Regions from separate parts of the Mus musculus genome. Here all the other regions are linked to region 3. A link is a contact called in public HiCAR-type, HiChIP or PLAC-seq, Micro-C and promoter capture Hi-C data. All regions are on one chromosome and are shown on one strand. The core of a region is the stretch at or near the end of the contact, and the rest is flanking DNA. Distances in the headings are between cores, read along the strand shown.

Region 1 (2,700 bases), core at 104-2,603, 740 kb after region 3:
CTGAAGTGTAATACTTCAGCAGTTACAAAGCATCCCAGTACAAAAGAGAAGACTCAGGAGAAAAGTCAGGCATTTGTTTTATGCAGGAGGCTACAACTGAGATGGAAGAGGTGTGTGTGTGTGTATGTGTGTGTGTGTGTGTGTGTGTAGAAATACATTTAAAGTGGTAAAAAGCTGGAGGTGCAAGGACTATGCCTGCTTGAGGCACAGAAAGTAGTTCTCAGTTGACTGAAGATTCAAACTTATGTATGAAACAAATACTAGTGCAATGTCCTCATCCTAGATCATTAAAAAACAAAAAACCGTAAGCCACACTACAGAAATGCCAGTGGCATGAATACATAAAATTAAGAACTCTAACATCAAAAATTGTTAGGAGCGGGTGGGATGGTGGAGACCTTCCATTTCAGCACTCGGGAGGCAGAGGCAGGCGAATTTCTGTGAGTTCGACACCAGCCAGTTCTACAAAGCTTGAATCCAGGACAACGAGGGCTATTACACGGAGAAACCCTGTCTAGGAAAAAAAAAAGAAAAGAAAAGAAAGAAAGAAAAAAAGAAGAAGAAGAAAGTTGTTAGGTAGCGCCTACCAAGTCCAGACTTAGTGAGGTACACGTCATTTTCAAAGAAAGCCACTGAAGACCTGGCTTGCCAGGTAGCACTAATACGAAGTAAAACTATGGCTGTGAGTTGCATATTCATGCCGGTACCAGCTCATCAGCCCTCAGCATGCCTCAAGTTCCGTGCGTGAAGTAATACTTTTATAAACATATTCAACCAGTTAAAAGAAAATCCGAGGAGAACGACGCGACTTTCCTAGAATTATTACATCCATCCATAAATGAAGGAGTGGGTAGAGATGACAGATAGGGCGGCTGTCCTGTCCTAAGTGGACATCCGGGCTTCCAGTCCCACCTCCGGCTCCGCAGGTTTCTTCAGTCTTCTCCATCAGCGGCTCACTTTTGCCCAACTTGGCCCCACTCCCCACCACTAAACAGCCACGGCCTTTCCTCCTCACAATCCCAGGCCCTGGTCTCCAACCGCTCTGCGGCCGTGCTCCAAACAGCCCCCCAACACTTCTGAGCCTCCAACTCAGGAGGCTCCGCACCCGGCTCTCCCCAGCGGCAGCAGCCTGTGGCCCGCCCTCACCTTGATCTCCTCCACCCGCCGGGTCAGGCGGCTGATCCTGGTGCCCAGATCCTCCTTCTCCAGGCTCCCCGAGTGGGCCAAGACTTCTGTCACGAAAGAGGCCATCGCCACGAAGCGTACCCACACAAACAGGATAGGTCAACCCCGCTGCCAGCGCCGCAGCTCCGGTCCCGCCAGCGGCCTCACCGCAGGGCCTGCCGGGAAACTGAGTTCTACGGGGTCCGGCGCTCGCGCACAGGAGAGGGTCACACTACAGTTCCCAGGAGGCCTCGCGCCGTCAGGCGTCCGCTGTTTCAGTGGCGTCTAGAAGGCACCAAAGTGCGCAGGCGTCATCTGCTCCCTACAGGTTTTCAAACGCCAGTCTGTTCCCGCCGGTTTTTTTCTTCTTGTATTTTGGGTAGGGTTGGGTTGGTTTCGCTAGAAACTGCGGAATGTTTCAGGTAATAATCCTTTATGGCCCTCCCTATACTCAGTAATCTCAGGTTTTCCTGTGAGATTATCTAGCTCGATACTTACAGAATCATCTCGATCTTTTTTGTTATTCATTCATTGGGCTCAGCAGCTAAGTCTACCCGAATTTTGCCCTCTGGAATTGTGCGAGAGAGTGACATAAGTGAAAGGATCCCCACAATTGCACCTTTCTAATAGTGTTTGTTAATAGTGCCTCATATTAAGTATATTGATACATGGATATGGTACAAATTTATACTTAGTGTAACGGTCCTGTAAGTGCTACAGACATTCTTTTATAAAACCTTCTTTCTAAGATACGTATGAATGTTTTGGCTGTGTCCATGGAAGTCAGAAGCAGGCAAGTAAGTCCAGTCCCTGAAACTGGACTTACAGATGACATGAGCCACCATGTGGATGCTGGGAATTGAGTCCTGGTCCTGAGTAAGGGCAACGAGTGCTTCTAGCCACCGGGCAATCCCCTAGAACAAGATTCTTATCACTTCCTATCAGAGATTACAAATAAATTTCACCAAAGGCTTTTTATCGTTGTTTAATTTTAAAGTTTTCAGTGATTTTTTTGGCTCTGTTTTGAGACGTGGTTTCTGTAGCCCTGGAAGGCATCAAATTCATAGCTATCTTCCTGCCTCAGCCTCCTGTATACAGGAATTATACACTTATTCCACTATGTCCAGCTAGCCATAGCTTTTTAGAACTATTTCATTGTTGAAGGTCAAAAGAGTGTTCCGCGAAGATGAGATCACTCGTTCACTTTGCAAAACAGGCTGACCTGAAAGACAGCCACTGGGCATTATTACCAACGTGACACTCTTTGTAGGAGAGGGATGCGTGCTGTAAGAGCATCCTTGTCCCCTTTATACACTTTTTGTTACTTGACCAGCAGAGCAAGCAAGTGTTTTACATAGCCAAATGGAATGCCATTAGTGCAGCAATACCATAAAGTATAAAATTAACAGAGACAAGGGTGCAGATACAGGTAATTCAATCAGTAGGGATTTAGAACAGATGTTATCTGTCTCCAGCATCCTTCCTGGAGCAGGCAATAAAACCAATAAACAAGATGTTTATTATACAAATGTCATC
Region 2 (2,700 bases), core at 5-2,504, 700 kb after region 3:
CTCTTTTGTCATGTAGGCATGCATGCAAATAGAGCACTCATACACACAAATAAATAAATCTTTAAAAAAGAAGGAAAGAAAGGAAGGGAGGGAGGGAAAAAGAAAAGGAGAGGGAAGGGAAGGGAAGGGAAGGGAAGGGAAGGGAAGGGAAGGGAAGGGAAGGAAAGGAAAGGAAAGGAAAGGAAAGGAAAGGAAAGGAAAGGAAAGGAAAGGAAAGGAAAGGAAAGGAAAGGAAAGGAAAGGAAAGGAAAGGAAAAGGTCCAGAAAACAGCTCCATAAAAAGATAGTTCCGTAAAGGGCTTCCATGAAATCATGAGAGCTTAAATTCTATCTGTAGAACCTATGTAAACCCAGGGCCTGGTAGCACTTGATATTAATTCTAGATCTCTGGGGCTTGATGGCCAGCTAGCCTAGCCAAACCAATAAGAAACCAATAAGAGATGCTGTCTCCAGAAAAAGAGAGAGAAAGAGAGAAAGAGAGAAAGAGAGAAAGAGAGAAAGAGAGAAAGAGGGAAAGAGAGAAAGAAAGAAAGAAAGAAAGAAAGAAAGAAAGAAAGAAAGAAAGAAAGAAAGAAAGAAAGAAAGAAAGGAAGGAAGGAAGGAAGGAAGGAAGGAAGGAAGGAAGGAAGGAAGGAAGGAAGGAACCAAGGAACCAAGGAACCAAGGAACCAAGGAACCAAGGAACCAAGGAACCAAAGAACCAAGGAAGGAAAGGAAGAGAAGAATCAAGATAGGTAGCACTTTCTACACACACACAGGCTTCCCTCTTGTCTTAATATCCAAGACATTAGACTTCAAGCCCAGCCTCTCACCTAATCACCTTGTCTCATGCACTGCCCCGCCTCAAAATACAACCTGCCCAAACTCATGCTATAGCCTGAAAACTCAGGCCTCCGATGGAAAGACATCTCTTTGCTATACTAAGTAGGAGTCCATTTTAATGCTTTGCTCAGTACAGCCATGTGTAAACTGCTTTATCAGCCCAGAGTAGCGATGGCAAGAGAAAGGCATCCTCTGGAGAAAACTTCATAGCTTCATAGCTCATGCTAGGATGCAATTCCTATCCCAGAGCTGCCAGAAGAGGCTCTTCTAACAACCTTGCATCCCACAGGGTAGAGGGTGAGCAGGACTGGAGGGATGGCAGGGGCGTCACCTTACCATATGAGTCAGCTGCACTGATATAAGGCAGTAAGTTCTGCTGGGCAGGGTGAGGCTCCTGTCCTCATGTCAGGATTGATTCAACAGCCCAGCCAGTGTGGTTGGAGGATGAAGTCTTCCTGGTTCACACATAGCCCCTCCCCTTGTCTCCCACCCCTACACACATAGACACGCACCAGAGAGACAATGAACTATGCTCAGGGCCCATGAATAGGCCCCCTTGTTGTAGAGGATCAGTGCAAGGGCTGGGCTGGGCCTGGCAGCCCCAGCCCCTGCTATCTGCTAACTGGAAGCTTGGAAACAGAAAATAGGGAGGTGGGGCAGGCTACTGTTGCTTAGCAACCAGGTCTCTTGTGCCAAAAAATGTGTCTCCTGTATATACTAGCACAGTTCCCCTTCTTGCTGACAGGGCTGCATTAAAGAGTGATAGATATTAGCATGTGTGGAAATGTCTCTGAGTTCTATGGAAGCTTCCCAGCAGTCTCAGGCTGTCACCATGTTAGAGCTGACAATGACCATGAGGTATCCATGGTGCACCTTTCTCCTGATTGCTAGGAAGTGAGGCCACCTCACCCAGTTCACCCCTGGGATCCAGTAGCCATTGGTGCGATCTTGTTTCAGTGTTCAAGATAATGCAGCCGATCCCGGGCTGGATCAGGACACACCTGGAGCCATGTCTCTTAAAAGGAGAAGCCAAGGGGCACCAGGGAAGCAGGCACTAGAGTGGGGTGCTCTCCTCCAGTCTGCCGTTCATGGATCCCTCTGATGCATCAATTCGATAGCACAGGCTTTAGAGTCAAATCTCTCCAGAATACAGTTCTCCCACTCAGCCTCCCTGTGAAAGGAGAGTCGTAATACTCACCTCACAGTGTTGAGGTTCAAACCAAATGAGATGCTGAATATAGAACTCTTTCTCTAGTATCACTCGCTTAGATTACTGATATTATGGTGGCCAGAGAACTGAAGGGAAGAGATGGTTCTTATGGTAGATGACCCAAGGTTAGGGACATCTACCCTAGAGCACCTTCCCCAGTCAACTAAAAGAAGGCCAAAAAGGAACGCTCAAGGAACAAATGAAGCTGGAGTTCAGAGAAAAGATAGCATAGTACATCTTACAAGGACTGCTGAAGCTGGTTGGTAGACTGGGAAAAGAAGAAATCACTGATATTCCTGAGCCTTTGCCGATGCATTGATTGACGCAATCATGAAGACAACATTCTCCCCAGGGTGATCTGAGCCTGTGTTCCATTTCCTTGAGCCAGCCAAGGCAGTAGAACTTAGCTGTGTTTATTACTCTTGCTTTTAACTTTACAGCAAGCTAAAGGCTATTTTGAGTGGCTCAAAACTTAGAATGAATATTCGAGAAAGAAGCTAGCTAACTGTATTCTTTTTAAGGTTTATGCCCACATACGTGTCTGTATAAGTAAATGCTATGTGTATGCAGGTGCTACACAGGCCAGAAGAGGGTGTCTGGTCCTTTGGAGCTGGAGTTACACGTGGTTGTGAGCCCCACAGTGTGGGGTGCTGGGAACTGAACTGAGG
Region 3 (2,700 bases), core at 5-2,504:
CTTTTCTGTATTTTTGAATTGTTTATAATCACCATAAGGCAAAAATTTAAAAAGTGAACATGAAAGATTCCTGGGAGACAGACTGCTTCTCATGGATCCTTGGAACCCGCAGCATGTGATAGGACTGGGTACATTATACAGAGGAAAGGAGAGCTGGATGGTGACTGGTCAGCTAGCAGAAGGTGGGTTTTCTGACTGCTAAAGCATCAAGGAGTCTGCCCTTTAAAGAACATTGCAGGGCTTGGGATTGTGTGTGAACTGGCTCTTTGGTCTGTCAGAGGGCTTCACTGAGCAGAGCCACTTCTGGAGCACCCTCACTTGTATTTCCTGCACAACTCAAGCCCCACTCAGGTGCTAAAGAGTGTTGATTTCACTATGTTCCCATCCCCTCTTTTAACAAACAAGGCTGCTTGATTAATGGAAGTCTTTGTGTTGATATCTCAGTCATATTGTATTTTCATAGCCTTAAGAGTGGAGGTCTCCCGCTGAAGGAGGATGCTTGCTGTCGCTCCTGTGCCTTAATACACACAGAAGAGCCAGGGCAAAGGAGGGAGAGAGAGGGAGGATCCCAATACCAGTTTCTGGTTATTCCTGAATATTACTTATAAATGGCTCTGCATTTTCTTTTGACTGGCTTCCCCACCCCCTACTTCTGAGATCTGAGTTGTGCTGCTGTGAGTTGCTCCCTCTGTGGGAAGATGAACTTCATAGCCAGGAGAAAACAAACAACAAAACAAACCTCCACAGCCCTCAGCTCTCTCCAAATTTCCAATTTCCTTCTCTTAGGAGGAAGAGGAAAAGAAGGAGAAGGAGGAGGAGGAGGAGGAGGAGGAGGAGGAGGAGGAGGAGGAGGAGAAGGAAAAGAAGGAAAAGAAGGAAAAGAAGGAGAAGAAGGAGAAGAAGGAGAAGAAGGAGAAGAAGGAGAAGAAGAAGAAGCAGAAGCAGCCATATGCTTTTTATTGCAAGGACTTTAGTAACTAAACTGGAGGGGGGGGTGTCCACAACTTTGAAAATCGAACCGAATCTAAAATTCTTTTTCCCCCTAATTATTAAAAACGTTCAAATTCCTGATTAAGGAACGCCGGAGGGCAGAATGATCTCCAAAGACGTGAATGAAGGAAAAGGGTGAAAAGAAATCCCAGCTCTGCCTGGAAGGTTCCCTGTGAAAGAGCCCGGCTCCCTTGGTAACTCCAGGCCGCGTTTTACAGGCAGCCGCATCTGCCTCCCCTGTCTCTTACCTCCTGGATGTTAGGAACTATTTGTGGTCGGCGTGGTGGAAGGACACAGTGAGGCTCTCACCTCCGCCCCCCGCCCGTCGCTCGCATCCCCAGTTCCATCAAAGCCAACCCGGGCCAGCGCAGGGATCTCCGAGTTGCGAGTGTGCTGAGGCTGGGACTGTCACTCATTCTCCGCTCAGCGCGTGAACGCAGCTCGGCAGTGGCTGGCAAGAAACAATTCTGCAAAAATAATCATACCCAGCCTGGCAATTGTCTGCTCCTCGGTCCATTGCTCCGCCGCCGTCCACAGTCGCTTGCAAGGGGAAGGCACTGAATTTACCGCGGCCAGAACATCCCTCCCAGCCGGCAGTTTACAATGCTGCGAACTAAGGATCTCATCTGGACTTTGTTTTTCCTGGGAACTGCAGGTACATTTTAATTTAATTTAATTAAAAAAAATCTACATCGGGTCTGTTAATTGTCCGCTTGCCCCTGTCTTCTCTCCCTATCCCCGAGAAGCCCGGTTCTTTTGGCTGGTTTTGTGTGTAAAGCAAAGACAGCATTTTCACTGAGCTGAGAAGGGAGCGCATCGTATCGTCCTTGCTTGGCCAGCCAAACCCGTGCCCTCCGGGACGGCGCTGGACGCGGCTGCCTCCCCGCTCAGTGGCGGCCGCGCACGCCCTTCCCACTTGTGTGCCCGCGGAGGTGGGACAGGGGTATGGGGACCGGGATGCTGCCGTGATGGGCAGCGCTGCTTTCCCCTTCCCCGAAGGCGGGTGGCGGATGCGTGGCTCGGGTGGTGTCGCCCCCCAGGCTCATCTTTCACCTAGAGGTGTTTGTCAAGCTTCGAGAAGAGTGAACAATAAGGCTGGGGCAGTTTTACCCCCACCGTTATGTCCCGGGCTGGGGTAAAGTGAGGCTTGCAGCCTTCGCTTACTCCCCCGTCTTCCCCGCCCCGAATAACGGTTTGCAAAATGGGGCAACCACCGGCAGCACCGCAGGGCCCTGTGGTCGTTCCTGCACCCCCGTGCAAATGACGTTAGTTTTTCATTTGCCAAATTGCTGGGTAGTTGCAAAACCTGCCCTCGGCCGGGAGCACGGAGGGATGGGAGGGTCCAGCGCCGCGTTTTGACAGGAGGAAGTGCAGAGGGGCGGAGGGTGAGGAGGGCGTGATCGGGGCTGCCTGGTTGTGTGTGTGTGCGCGCGCGTGTGCGCGCGTGTGCCTTTACACGCACCGAGAGCCTAGGGTTGCACGGTGCCAGCGAAGAATGGCAGGTAGCCAGCTGCCCAAGACACCTCTTCCTTTCTCTGGGCGATATTCCTGATCCTGGCAAAGTGTGAACAATGGGGAGCTCGGGAGAAAGACCGTAGCGACGCTGTCGCGGGTGGCGAGGGCTGTGCCACCGCCCAGAGATCCTTAGCATTCGGGAAGGGGGCGCATTGCATTTTGGCTATTTCCATCTCGGCTTTCCCTGGAAAATTC
Region 4 (2,700 bases), core at 163-2,662, 800 kb before region 3:
TTCACATTTATTAACTGGTGTGATACAAGTTGGAATTACTGAATTCCCATAAATAAAATTTCACTTTTGAACATTTGCTCTGTTACTTTTTAACACCAACAGACTTTGTAACTGCCTGACGCTAACCTGACAGGTTGGCAGGTCTTTCACCACTGGCCATTCAATCTGCTTGGTAACAAGTCTTTTGGTCTTCTGTCATTCTAAGGTATGGCCTACTGCCCTCCTTTCTGTACGATCTGGGCAAACCGACCGGTGATGGCAAGAGTAGTGTCAATGAAGCGATCCACACAGCTAGAGAGGCAGTTTTCAGTGCGGGAGTCTAGCCGACTTCCTGGCTTCTCCACACACTTATCCCAACATAGTTCCATGAAGTGATGCACCTAAGGGCAGAGAAAAACCTTTTTTAGTCATTAGGGTATGAGATATCTTAGTTCATCATTCTGTGATATTTAATAGCATATTGTAGGATCACTTCAGGACTACTCTTTCTTTACTTTGTCACCAGTAACAGCCCCAGATCAGTAAATTCTCATTAGAACTCATTCTTTTGCAGAGAGATGATGGGGCAGGTCTTTAATCCCAGCACTTGGGAGTCAGAGGCAGGTGGATCTCAGAGTTAAGGCCAGCCTGGTCTACAGAGGGAGTTGCAAGACAGCCAGGCTAACAGAGAAACCCTGTCTTCAAACCAACGATTCATACTTTCACAATTCTCAAAGCAACTAGCAGTACTATTAAATCAGAGGAAGTCAGGACATTAACCTGTCGGTTCTTGATAGCTATCAGTACTTCCAAGGTTATCTTGATTGAACGGTTAAAACCCTAGTAGGAAATACGCTGTCCCACACCAAATGAGTCAACACTGATAGCTGCAGGGCTCATCTTTCTCTAATAATGATCACCATTTACAAATACATCATCACATTATCCAATGCAGAGGCAGCGGGCAACAACGAACCCAGATCTCATGGTGAGGACGGGTGTCTTGTCTCCAGGCACCTGTGCTCCAAGGTCGGAACCCAGAGATTCCGAGTGCCATTCCCGACCAGCGACCAGCTAATAACCGCATGCTCCTGTGGCCCAAACCTTTCCGCTGTTTTCGAACCCTTTCCTCCCACGCAGCGCTTGCCTCCCGGGCACTGAGCACTGTAGATCACTGGGGCGGGAGGCGCAGCCCGGATCGAGTGGGGCCGCTGTGCCGCAGTGTCCAGAGCTCCGTGAGTGCCCGGGATCTGCGCCTCACCCTCCTTCCCCTGTTCCTTCCTCATCCTCGTACCTGCGCAGTGAATTGCGCCTTCTGCTGTTCGGCGGCCACCAGGCGTTGTAACTCCGCTTCGTCCGCTTCACCAAGCTCGGCCATTGTCGGAGTCAGGCGCTTCGCTGGGGTGCGCACGCGCGGTGGCAGCGCACCGTCTCCTGCCTTCCGGTTCACGCTTCAGGTTGCCTCACCGTTCTTTTACGCGGGGCGGGACTTACTACATAACTGTTTCCGGGTTGTAGAGTGACCTTGAGCCCTCGAAAGCGACATGGCGGTTCTCTTAAAGCTGGGCGTTCTCTGCAGTGGCCAAGGAGCTCGAGGTGAGGTGTCTTGGCCATCAAAGGTTCTTGCTGCAGGCTGAAGCAGGGGAGAGGAAGGAGTTAGAGCTCGCCCGCTGGGTGGTGGGACGTCTTGAGAGGAGGGAACTTGCTCTTGTGCCCTCGAGGCACCACCTATGCGGACGCAACGTTGACCGCTATAGCCTAAAGGCCCAAGTGTTTACGTGCTGGCTGGTGTCCCCAGCTCGTACTTTCCGCTTCTGCACTGTGGTTGTGACCCCGGGCTAATATGAAAACAAACTCCTATTTGAGTGTGGATGGAAGGAGTCCGTTTGATAATTTGTTCTGAGTGGCTTGCTGTGTAGTGCTGTCTTCCTCGATCTAGCCATGTAGACAAGACTAACCTAGAGCTTGCCGGGAGCCCCGTGACTGCTCCCGAGGGCTGCCATAAAAACCGTGCACCCTCACTCAGGGCTTCGATAATCATTTTAACCAGGCATTTTACCTATACCAGGCGCCTAAGAGGCTAGTATATAAACACGAATTAAACAGTTTCAACCCTCGAAGAACTTCTTGTGTGGGGGCTACAGGCAAAGTAAAGCAAAACCTGTTGTGTTATGTAGACATTATTGAGTGCAGAGAACGTTTGGGGTACTTGCTTTGAAAGGACTAACCTGCCTTGGCTCTGCAGGGAATTACATCCTATAGTAACCGAGAGCAGCAAAAACCAAAGTGAGGGGCTATAAAGATGCACAGGGTGCGATAAAATGGAACAAATACAGTAATATCTGTGAAAGTCAAAGTGTAATCTAGAAAGGCAAAATGGAACTAAGCCACAGGACTTACTTTATTCTCTTTTGAAAATACAGTCTCTCTGTTGCCCAGGTTGGGAGTAAGATCGAAAGGTTTGATAGGTTTACAATCTTGGTTTATTTTTGCTGTTACTGTTGTTGCTTAGGCTGCCCTGGAACTTGTCCTGTCTCAGCCTCCAGAGTAGCTGGGGTGCACCACCTGCCCTCACAATCTTTCCCTTTTGAGCCCAGCATCTCATGCTTGCTGAGCGTGTGCCCTGTTGCCAGACTATACAAGCCTCAGCCTCAGCCTAGACTTAGGTTAGTAACAGTGTAGTAGATGGATGACCTTGGTGGAGATAGAGGAGGTTCCGAC
Region 5 (2,700 bases), core at 68-2,567, 700 kb before region 3:
AGTTCCTTAGGTTCAAATATTAATTCTGTTGCGTTCTAGTGACCTTGGGTAAAAACTTTACTTCTGTATGCCTTCTTTCTCCCCTGGATAATGGAGGTTAATAATGGCATTTCCCCCTTAGATGTAAGTCATGTTAGCATTATAATGCAGATGTACATAGAGTGCCTCTGTTCCCACAGCACTCTATCTGGAGCAAGCAGGTGGCTGTGGGGGAGGTGGGGTGGGCAGGTGAGAGAGTAAAGGCACTTGCTATGGAAACCTGGTGAGTCTCAGACCCACATGCTCGTGGAAGGAGAGCAGCAACTCCACAACTCCTTCCGGCCTGCGCAAGAGTGAGGGGTCATGCGCATGACTGTGTGCACACACATGCACACACCATAAGGGTGTACACACTTATAATAATAAAAAAAATTTAAAAATCAACTGAAGTTGCTTTAAAAAAAAACCAAATAGATATATGAAGCTTGGTAGGAAAGCATATTTCTTGACTAACAGGTTTGACTAATTAGAAAGCGTGTTTTTAACTTGTAGGTTTGTTGAATCCCATAAGGGAAAGTTATGAAATACTTTCCAGATACTTCTAAGAAAAAAACCATTAGATTAAGATTGAACAACCAGGACTCAAAGATCTTCTACTCCTTGCTGGCAAGGGGTCTCCATCAAGTCAGGCAACACCTCTGCCTTTCAGGCCCCTCACATACAAGGCGGGCTACTGATATCTTCCTCTAGTTTAACTTGGCTTTTCCCATACACTAAGCTCAAGTTATCCTTCCTGGCGTCCCGCAGGGTACAGTCATTCTGTCAAGTGGCTGTAAAAGGACAGTAGACTGCAAGAATTCCCTCAAAAATAAACAATGTCCGCTTAACACAGCCTTATGTTGCCAGGGTGTGATCTGCCTGGGGCTCAGTTTACCCCACCTGCGATTCAGTTACGGACAGGAAACTAGAGAAAAAGTCCTCCGGGTCCACGCTGCCACCTATCAGTCACCACTCCCCACTTTCCATCCTGTCCACACACACATACGGACCGTAGGAAAGTCTGATTCAAGCTCCACCGAGAACAAAGGGGCAACAGAATGAGCGCCTTTGACATACCTGTATAGGTTACATCCCCACCAGAGACGTTAGCCATAGTGCTGATTTCCAAGATGTCGGAGGTGTAGATGTTATCAAGGACCACGCAGGACCCATTATCACTGGCAGAGAGGGAGGGGGATAAGTGCAGAGCCAGGCACAGGAACAGTCCCAGGTGTGGAAGCAAGGAGCGGAGCGACAGCATGGTCCCGGGCTGTTTGGGTTGCAGGGCCTGGCAGTAGTAAGACTAGGTGTGACAGGCTCCTGTTTATATGCTCTGGGGCTGGAGCTTCTGGGTGAGGTCATGCATGCAAATCACCCTCCCTCCCTCCCTCCTGAAAACATTGCCTTCTGGAATTTGGCTCAAGACATTACCTGGATGAATCACCCAGCCTCCACTTTTGTGACCAACGATCCTCTACCAATTCCAGTTTTGCTCAAGAAGAGTTCTGGCCAAATTATTTGACACGGACCCCCGTCTCAGCACCTGCTATCTGAAGAAGTGGGAAAGGCTGGTGAGGAGTGCTAAACACGCCCTAAATAAGTGGAAGTCCTAAATAAGTGGAAGTCCACAGTTGAGTAATTACCACGTAGGTGGTCTGCTTGGAAGGCGTGCTTTCCTCTGTCAGAAACTCAGGCTTGGGTGCCCTTTTTATCTCAGAACATTGCAGAGCTGTTTCTGATGTGACTCCAGTTTCCTCCTCATCTCATGACTAGCCTAGAGCTGGAAAGACTGGAAATTTATTTACCTATTTTTAAATTACATTTGTTGATTTTGTGTGTGGGTCAGGGAGATAGGAGGAGGTTGCAGAGGCCACTGTGTGTGTGTGTGTGTGTGTGTGTGCAGCAGGAGGTCAGAGAACAACTACTTTCAGGAGTCCTTTCTTTCCTTCCATTACATGGGGCCTTTAGGATTGAACTCAGGCTGTTAGGTATATTGGTAAATGTCTTCAGTCACAGCCTAGACACGTGCCTTACTTATTTATTCTTTAGACAGAGGGTCCAATGCACTCCATGCTTGCCTTGAGTTAGTTCTCTGTACATTCGTAGAACCTTGAATTCACACATACACACGCACACACGCACATATATATATATGTATAATTTAATTTTTGAGACAGGTTCTCACTATGTAGCCTTGGCTGGCCTGAAACTTGCCATGCAGCTCTGCTTCCCGAATGCTGGGATTAAAGGTGTGTACAACCACACTCAAGATGTATTTTATTTCTTTACTCCACGTTTGTGTGGGTGGGTGTGGCATCTGCATTGGAGAGCAGTTGCCCTGGAAGTCCAGAGGCACCAGATCTCCTAGAACTGGAGTTATCAGCATTTATGGATGGTTCTGAGAATGGTCCGCCTGTCCTCTACAAGGGCAGTTTAGCTCTTAACCACTGAGTCATAGCTGTGACCTTGAACTTCTGTTCCTCCAGCTTCAACATCCCAACGTTTGGGATTACAACGTGCACCATCACAACCAGTTGAAACCGGCACTGGTGACTGAATCCAGAACTTCCTAAAAGCTAGGCAGGTTTTACCGATGGAGACACATTTGCAGCACCTACAGTTTTATGTATTTATTTGGAAAGAAACATTTAGGTCCACATTGTTCCTGAAACTTCCCTCCAT
Region 6 (2,700 bases), core at 181-2,680, 760 kb before region 3:
TCTGTGTATATTTTCTAATATAAGAATAGGGCACCACAAGGAATTTGTATTTTTAAATTAGGCAGTATCTTTTTACCTGGATGCTTGTAAACTTGTAAATTTTCATTCCATCAAGTTACATGTTTGTTTGAGGCAGGACCTATGAAACCCTGGATGGCCTAGAACTCACTCTGTAGGCCAGGCTGTCCTTAAGCTCTCAGAGAATTCCAGCTGCTCTGCATAGATTGCTAGAATTAAAAGAAAAGAAAAAACAATAACAAAATAATGGGGTGCTGAATCTCATTTTTTGTTATTTTTGCTTCCAAGCAGTGTTTGTTATTTAGGTTCTCAAAGATACTTGTTAAAATAATAAAATTATGTACTGTGATATGTATTTATGGTCTCCTGTCTGTGCTTTATTGTGAGAGAATGCTTTTCATAAAACTAATGAATATCACCTTTAATTTCAGCACTCAGGAGGCAGAGGCATGTGGATCTCTGTGAGTTCGAGATCAGCCTGGTCTACAGAGTGAGCTCCTAGACAGCCAGGACTATACAGAAAGACCCTGTCTTGAAAACCCAGCTCAACGCAAACTAAACCAAAAACAACGCCCCTCCCACCCCAAACACCTAATGAATGTAAAAGAAAAGGGATGAGAGGAAAGGGAAAAGGGTGAGCTATTGCCTGCCAGTCTAAATTGAAACTTCATTCTGTCTGAATCATTTCAGAGGAGAGAAGTTGTACAATGAACCCCTGAATCTGGTTCCATGGACTTAGCGGCAGGTGGGGGCAAATTCCAATAAGGAATGGTTAAGGAGGGAGGCTATTATTGGTCCAATTTTAATGTCAAAGGTTAGAGTTGGTTAGGACACTTGCCATAGAACTGAGACTAAGTTAGTGTTTTGAGCCCCGCCTCTCCTTTTCCCTCCCCTCCAGTCCCATTTGATCTCAGAGCCAGGGACAACCCAGGCTCATTATTTACTTAATCAGGCCAGTGGCTGCAGATTCAGAAATCTCAAGACCTGAGTTAAGAACTGAGTTAAATACTATTTCTCAACTGTTTCTGCGTTTCCTCAGCAGCCTTCTTGACACCGCAGGGTTCTTCCTGTGGCAGTGTACCATCGCCCAGGTAGGGGACTCCCCTCTACCCGTTCCTTTCCTGGGCCACTTACCAGTCTGCAGTTGGACTGCTGCGCCCGGGGCCTGAGGATTATAGCAGGCTTCCAAAGCCTCTTTGTGTGATGCAGGCAGCACACCACAGGGGAGAAGTGAAAGCAAGCTTGTTTTACCAACCACAGGATTGGTGTACTCATCGTTGTGGGAACAGCCAGTGTTCAGTCAGCTAATGTGACGCACTGGGGCAGGATTCAGCCCAGAGATCTGATTTGTCCTGGATGCCTCAAAGGGTTTTTCTCTATCCTGAGTTTTCCCAGCTGAAAACCACTGCTTTGTATTCGGATGCAAATGTTTGGTTCTCCTATTTGCATTCTGGGGAACTGTCTCAAACCCTGTGGTTTTTGTTCTGTAGCTTTCTATTATAGTTACTACTTCAAGGATTTATTTTCAGTGATTGGTTAATTATAGAACTGCCAGAAATGGCAACAATATGCACAGTTAATTATAAAGTTATTTAACCATAGTAACTTATATAGTATGCTGTATTGTATGTAAGGCAGCATGCTAGGTGCTAGGAGTGGGGAGGTATAGCTAGACTTTGTATTCAAAGAATACTGCCAGGAGAGGTTGTAAAGTGCACTGGCCTTTTATCACACAGGACAGCAAGATAAGGGCCACCAGAAAGCTCTCCGAAGTTGTAGCGAGGAAATGGGAATTCGGTGCTTAAGAAGCAGGTGACCCAGAAATTGGAACTTGAAGGTTGAGTTGCATATGCAAGTTTCATCTGAAGGAGATGAGAAATATCCTAAGTGAAGAGAATAGAATGGTCATGAGACTAGGGAGCAATCCAGCTAGGCTGGAGTGAACAGCTAGGGTGGGCTGAGGGCCATACGAGGTCTTTAAGTGCCTCGCCTGCTCAGGTAGTTTCAACAATTACAAGTGATTTGTGATTGAATGGATGGAATTCACATGGAGGAATGAATGATGCAGCCAGATTTACATGTAGGAGATTTAATATTCACATTATTGCACTGGTGGAAAAGCATCTTCCCCGCTCATCCAGATAAATTAGAATCTCTAGACCTGATGAGAGCTGGAGGCAATTGTCTGAGGTCTCTAACCCTTAAGATGGTCCAGTGGCTCCAGGAACTCATCTCACTAAGTTTCTCTTTCCAGACTTCAACTGAGAGGCTGCCAAGAAAGAGTCAAGGGCCTGAGTTAGGCAGCAGGAAGTGACACATAGGAAGGAGAAGTTGAGGTACCAGGGCTGAGGAAGATGGGCTTCGGATAGGAAAAAATCTGTAGTCCCAGGAGAGAGACTGATGAAGACAGAGTTACCCGTGCAGAATTTTGAGCCTGGGGAATTTATATGTAAGCCACAGAGTCATCTTTTTTTCAAATTTCCCCTACTGGCCTGTGCCACTGGGGTCAGAAGAACTGTGCTGTAAGGAGAGTGAGCAAAATGAATTCAGTGCCCACAGAGAGACTGAAGCGAGATGTTTGCTGGTGGAAGAGCTGATTCAGAAGAGGAGATAAAGAGTTGAGAGTCGGGTCGAAGACATAACTGGAGAACTTACGAATCAAGATGAGATTACTAAGGGCCA
Region 7 (2,700 bases), core at 86-2,585, 810 kb after region 3:
CAAAAGACACTGTTGAGTAATAAACAATTTTTATCTGATCGCCAAAAAAAAAAAAAAAAAAAAATCCACCTACTTTCATTTTACAGGCCAAGACTTAGAGATATCTTTTTCTACATGAATTTTAAAGAGCCTGCTATGTTTTAAACTTGTAGTCTGGGGGTGTAGTGCTTGATTATCTCATGCGATAGGCCCTAGGCTTGATCCTCAGCACCTCAAATTATTAAAATTTAACTATAGAAGACATTAATTATAGAATTTAATTATAGAGTTTTTCTTAGCAGTATCTCAAATTTTTATTCTAAATATTTTATAAATTTTCTCGACTGCAAACTCGGTATTTGAATCCTTGGTATAGGTTTTCCATTTTGTCATTTAAAAAGTGCAGTTCTTGAGGGACGAGGATGTTGTGTTACGTTATAACATTCCAAAGTAAAACTGGATGACAGTCTCAAATTGCCCACTTCCCAAGTTTCTTTAAAAGACATTATGAGCCTTTTGATTTTTTTTCCAAATCAGTGTTACTAAAGGCCCACCATCTAAGCCCTAAGAGCCTTGTAATATTTTTCAACCTTTTTATATTACTAGGAACATAGTAAAGTGCCTTCTATTCATTGTGCTTTTCTCTCCCCTCCTTCAAAACCTACAGTGATCAATGAGATAATTCGGGAAGCTGATTTGTTTCCGAGGGAAAAAAAGAACTGAATGAAAAGCGGGGCGGGAAAAGGGAGGAGTGGGGCTCCGGGTCTTTTTTGCACTTTGTTGATAAACGCCGGCTTTAAGTGAGATAACTTAAGTCTGCGTTAGCCTCAGAGAAGCCACTGCCATAAAACTGATTTGAGAGTCAGAACAAGGCACCGTGGCCGTGCTTTTGGGAAGTTTTTAGCTGCTGGGTCGGGCCCGGTGCACACTTCGGGGTGACCTCGCTGCCTACGATCTCACGTGCAACCCCTCCCGTTAGGGTCCCTAGCACCGGGTCCCACAATCCCGCTCGGAACCTTAGCTGGCTTATACACCCAGGCAACCTCACACAGGCTCGCGGACCCAGCCTCGCAAAGTCCCGGGAAGACCGGGTTGCTCTCGCCCTAGCCCGCAGGCCCCGGCCTCTGTCGGCCCTCGCCCGCTTGGCCCGCCGCGCCCCTCTCAGCCGGAACCCGGGCCCCGCTACCCTCACCCGCCGCTCACCGAGCCATGGCCGTCCGCCGCCCCCGCCGAGTCGTCCTGCTGCAGCTCCGCAGTCATGGCCGTGGTGTCCCTCCGCGTGTAGCCCCACTCTCGTTGTCGTCTTCGCCGCGGTCGCCACCGCCACCACCACCGCCCCCGAAGCCCGGGAGCACCGGGAGGCACCGCCCACACGTCCCGCCCCCGCCCGCGGCGCGCGATGGAAGCCCCGCCCACGCCAGCCCGCTCCCAACACTCCCCACCCACAGCACGCGGCAGAGGCTCCTCCCACGGCGTTCGCTGGATGCCCCACCCCCGCCAGCCGACTCCCACCCATCTTGCGGCTTGCGCCGGAGACCCCGCCTACATGCCCCACCCACACAGCCGAGGTTCCCTCTCCCAAGGCTCCGCCCACGCCAATTTAGAGCCCCGGTGGCCCCGCCCATACACTCTGCTCACGCCCGCAGCGTGCGCCAGAGGCGTCACCCACGCGCCCGCCCCTGGTTTGCGTGAGCCGGAGGCGGGGCGTCTTCGCGTGCTCTGGCCCACGTGACCGCAGCCGGGCACAAACTAAGGGGTCAGCGTCGCCTCGCCAGCTGTTGCTATTTCCGCCTTAGGTGCCCAGGAAGTGGGCGGTGAGGCCTCTGGGTTTCCAAGACTCCTTTTTTACTCCATCCCGCGCTTGCTGAGCCTTGCATCTGCGTCCAGCCTGCCCCCAGCTCCCCATAAGCTTGGTAAGGCTGCTGGGTTCCTTCTGCTGACAGATTTTCCCACCAGACCTCTTAGCCATTTCCTAATCTGGGGACGCGAAGAGAAACGTAGACTGACTCGAGTGGTTTGTATAAAGACAACTGAATGGCCAGGACCTTCACAGAGCTCAGCATCGTGTCTTAATCCTGAACAGTTGCCCCATGTTCCAAATTCCCGTTTTCAGGCCATGTGTGTAATAAGCTGTGTTGACTCTAGCTCATGCACTAAGCCACCTACCACCCCTTTTAATGTTTGGGAAGAGGGTTCTTATTGTTGGTGATATTGGTTTGGGTTTTTTTTGAAACAGGATGTCACGTGGATTGGACTTGCCTCAGACTGTGTAGCCGTGGTTGGCCTTAAATTCTTGGTCCTCTGCCTCCACCTGGTCAAATGATGGTAAGTCTTTACTGCCATGTTAAACTTAACACTTTGAGATGATCTCATTAAGTTCCCCAGGCTGGCTTTGAACTTTCTATACTTCTGCCTTAGTCTCCTATGTGGAATAAATTTGGGACCTGTGTCTATCAGGTCCATCCTTGTCAGGATTCTCTGAAGACAGAACCATTAGACTTGATAAAATTAGAATGGGAGGGCCCTGGAGAGATGCCTCAGTAGTTAAGAGCATTAAAAAGCACTGGCTGCTCTTCCAGAGGTCCTGTGTGTGGGAAGCCACATGTGCCGTTGCAGGGTGGCGCTGGCCACCACGCATAAGTTTGGGTAAACAACCAATGTGTACATATGCAGTAAAGTTTTTCACCAAGTCACTGCCTCGCCCGGGCATGATAATGAGGC

The links. Promoter capture Hi-C pulls out the DNA fragments that hold promoters and counts their contacts. Hi-C and Micro-C count contacts between places; a contact is called where the count stands out from the background. HiCAR-type assays count read pairs that join an accessible place to other places. HiChIP or PLAC-seq counts read pairs in DNA pulled down with a chosen protein or histone mark. Capture Hi-C pulls out chosen DNA fragments and counts their contacts.
Region 1: a contact with region 3 is called in a Micro-C map of embryonic stem cells, with 9 times the contacts expected there. The contact joins the promoter of Zw10 here to the promoter of Ncam1 in region 3. A contact is called at or near these places in 2 of 39 promoter capture datasets (hippocampal neurons and stem cell-derived epiblast-like cells), 1 of 484 Hi-C or Micro-C datasets (embryonic stem cells) and 5 of 115 datasets of contacts at active chromatin or transcription factors (astrocytes, embryonic forebrain, embryonic stem cells and 2 more).
Region 2: a contact with region 3 is called in an H3K27ac HiChIP or PLAC-seq map of embryonic stem cells, with 5 times the contacts expected there. The contact joins the promoter of Tmprss5 here to the promoter of Ncam1 in region 3. A contact is called at or near these places in 2 of 39 promoter capture datasets (embryonic stem cells and hippocampal neurons) and 1 of 115 datasets of contacts at active chromatin or transcription factors (embryonic stem cells).
Region 4: a contact with region 3 is called in a promoter capture Hi-C map of pancreatic islet. The contact joins the promoter of Timm8b here to the promoter of Ncam1 in region 3. A contact is called at or near these places in 2 of 39 promoter capture datasets (embryonic stem cells and hippocampal neurons), 2 of 115 datasets of contacts at active chromatin or transcription factors (astrocytes and differentiating embryonic stem cells) and 1 of 9 other capture datasets (pancreatic islet).
Region 5: a contact with region 3 is called in a Micro-C map of embryonic stem cells, with 5 times the contacts expected there. The contact joins the promoter of Plet1 here to the promoter of Ncam1 in region 3. A contact is called at or near these places in 3 of 39 promoter capture datasets (the 3T3-L1 cell line, embryonic stem cells and hippocampal neurons), 1 of 484 Hi-C or Micro-C datasets (embryonic stem cells) and 4 of 115 datasets of contacts at active chromatin or transcription factors (astrocytes, embryonic hindbrain, embryonic midbrain and 1 more).
Region 6: a promoter capture Hi-C map of hippocampal neurons shows a contact between it and region 3, with 3 times the contacts expected there. The contact joins the promoter of Il18 here to the promoter of Ncam1 in region 3. A contact is called at or near these places in 4 of 39 promoter capture datasets (the 3T3-L1 cell line, cranial neural crest, frontonasal cranial neural crest and 1 more) and 3 of 115 datasets of contacts at active chromatin or transcription factors (astrocytes, craniofacial prominence and embryonic forebrain).
Region 7: a contact with region 3 is called in a HiCAR-type map of astrocytes, with 2.4 times the contacts expected there. The contact joins the promoter of Usp28 here to the promoter of Ncam1 in region 3.

The regions. Positions count from the first base shown.
Region 1 is chr9:49,054,234-49,056,933 of GRCm38.p6, reverse strand. Zw10 (zw10 kinetochore protein) reads right to left here and starts at 1,353. Exons shown (of 16, transcript NM_012039.2): 1 at 1,147-1,353. The coding sequence starts at 1,251.
Region 2 is chr9:49,101,282-49,103,981 of GRCm38.p6, reverse strand. It overlaps Tmprss5 (transmembrane protease, serine 5 (spinesin)), which reads right to left and starts at 1,254. Exons shown (of 13, transcript NM_001359460.1): 1 at 1,159-1,254. The coding sequence starts at 1,161.
Region 3 is chr9:49,797,623-49,800,322 of GRCm38.p6, reverse strand. Ncam1 (neural cell adhesion molecule 1) reads left to right here and starts at 1,254. Exons shown (of 19, transcript NM_001113204.1): 1 at 1,254-1,645. The coding sequence starts at 1,594.
Region 4 is chr9:50,602,613-50,605,312 of GRCm38.p6, reverse strand. It overlaps Timm8b (translocase of inner mitochondrial membrane 8B), which reads right to left and starts at 1,412. Exons shown (of 2, transcript NM_013897.2): 1 at 1,274-1,412; 2 at 1-380. The coding sequence starts at 1,357. The coding sequence ends at 213. Sdhd (succinate dehydrogenase complex, subunit D, integral membrane protein) reads left to right here and starts at 1,464. Exons shown (of 4, transcript NM_025848.3): 1 at 1,464-1,575. The coding sequence starts at 1,524. Nkapd1 (NKAP domain containing 1) reads left to right here. Exons shown (of 6, transcript NM_212449.2): 6 at 1-73.
Region 5 is chr9:50,493,142-50,495,841 of GRCm38.p6, reverse strand. Plet1 (placenta expressed transcript 1) reads right to left here and starts at 1,317. Exons shown (of 4, transcript NM_029639.2): 1 at 1,096-1,317. The coding sequence starts at 1,279. The region is part of intron 2 of Plet1os (placenta expressed transcript 1, opposite strand); the gene reads left to right.
Region 6 is chr9:50,553,430-50,556,129 of GRCm38.p6, reverse strand. Il18 (interleukin 18) reads right to left here and starts at 1,430. Exons shown (of 7, transcript NM_001357221.1): 1 at 1,153-1,430. It overlaps Bco2 (beta-carotene oxygenase 2), which reads left to right and starts at 992. Exons shown (of 12, transcript NM_133217.3): 1 at 992-1,109.
Region 7 is chr9:48,984,020-48,986,719 of GRCm38.p6, reverse strand. It overlaps Usp28 (ubiquitin specific peptidase 28), which reads right to left and starts at 1,335. Exons shown (of 25, transcript NM_001359739.1): 1 at 1,183-1,335. The coding sequence starts at 1,239. Gm51673 (a long non-coding RNA gene) reads left to right here and starts at 1,591. Exons shown (of 3, transcript XR_003948157.1): 1 at 1,591-1,892; 2 at 2,216-2,304.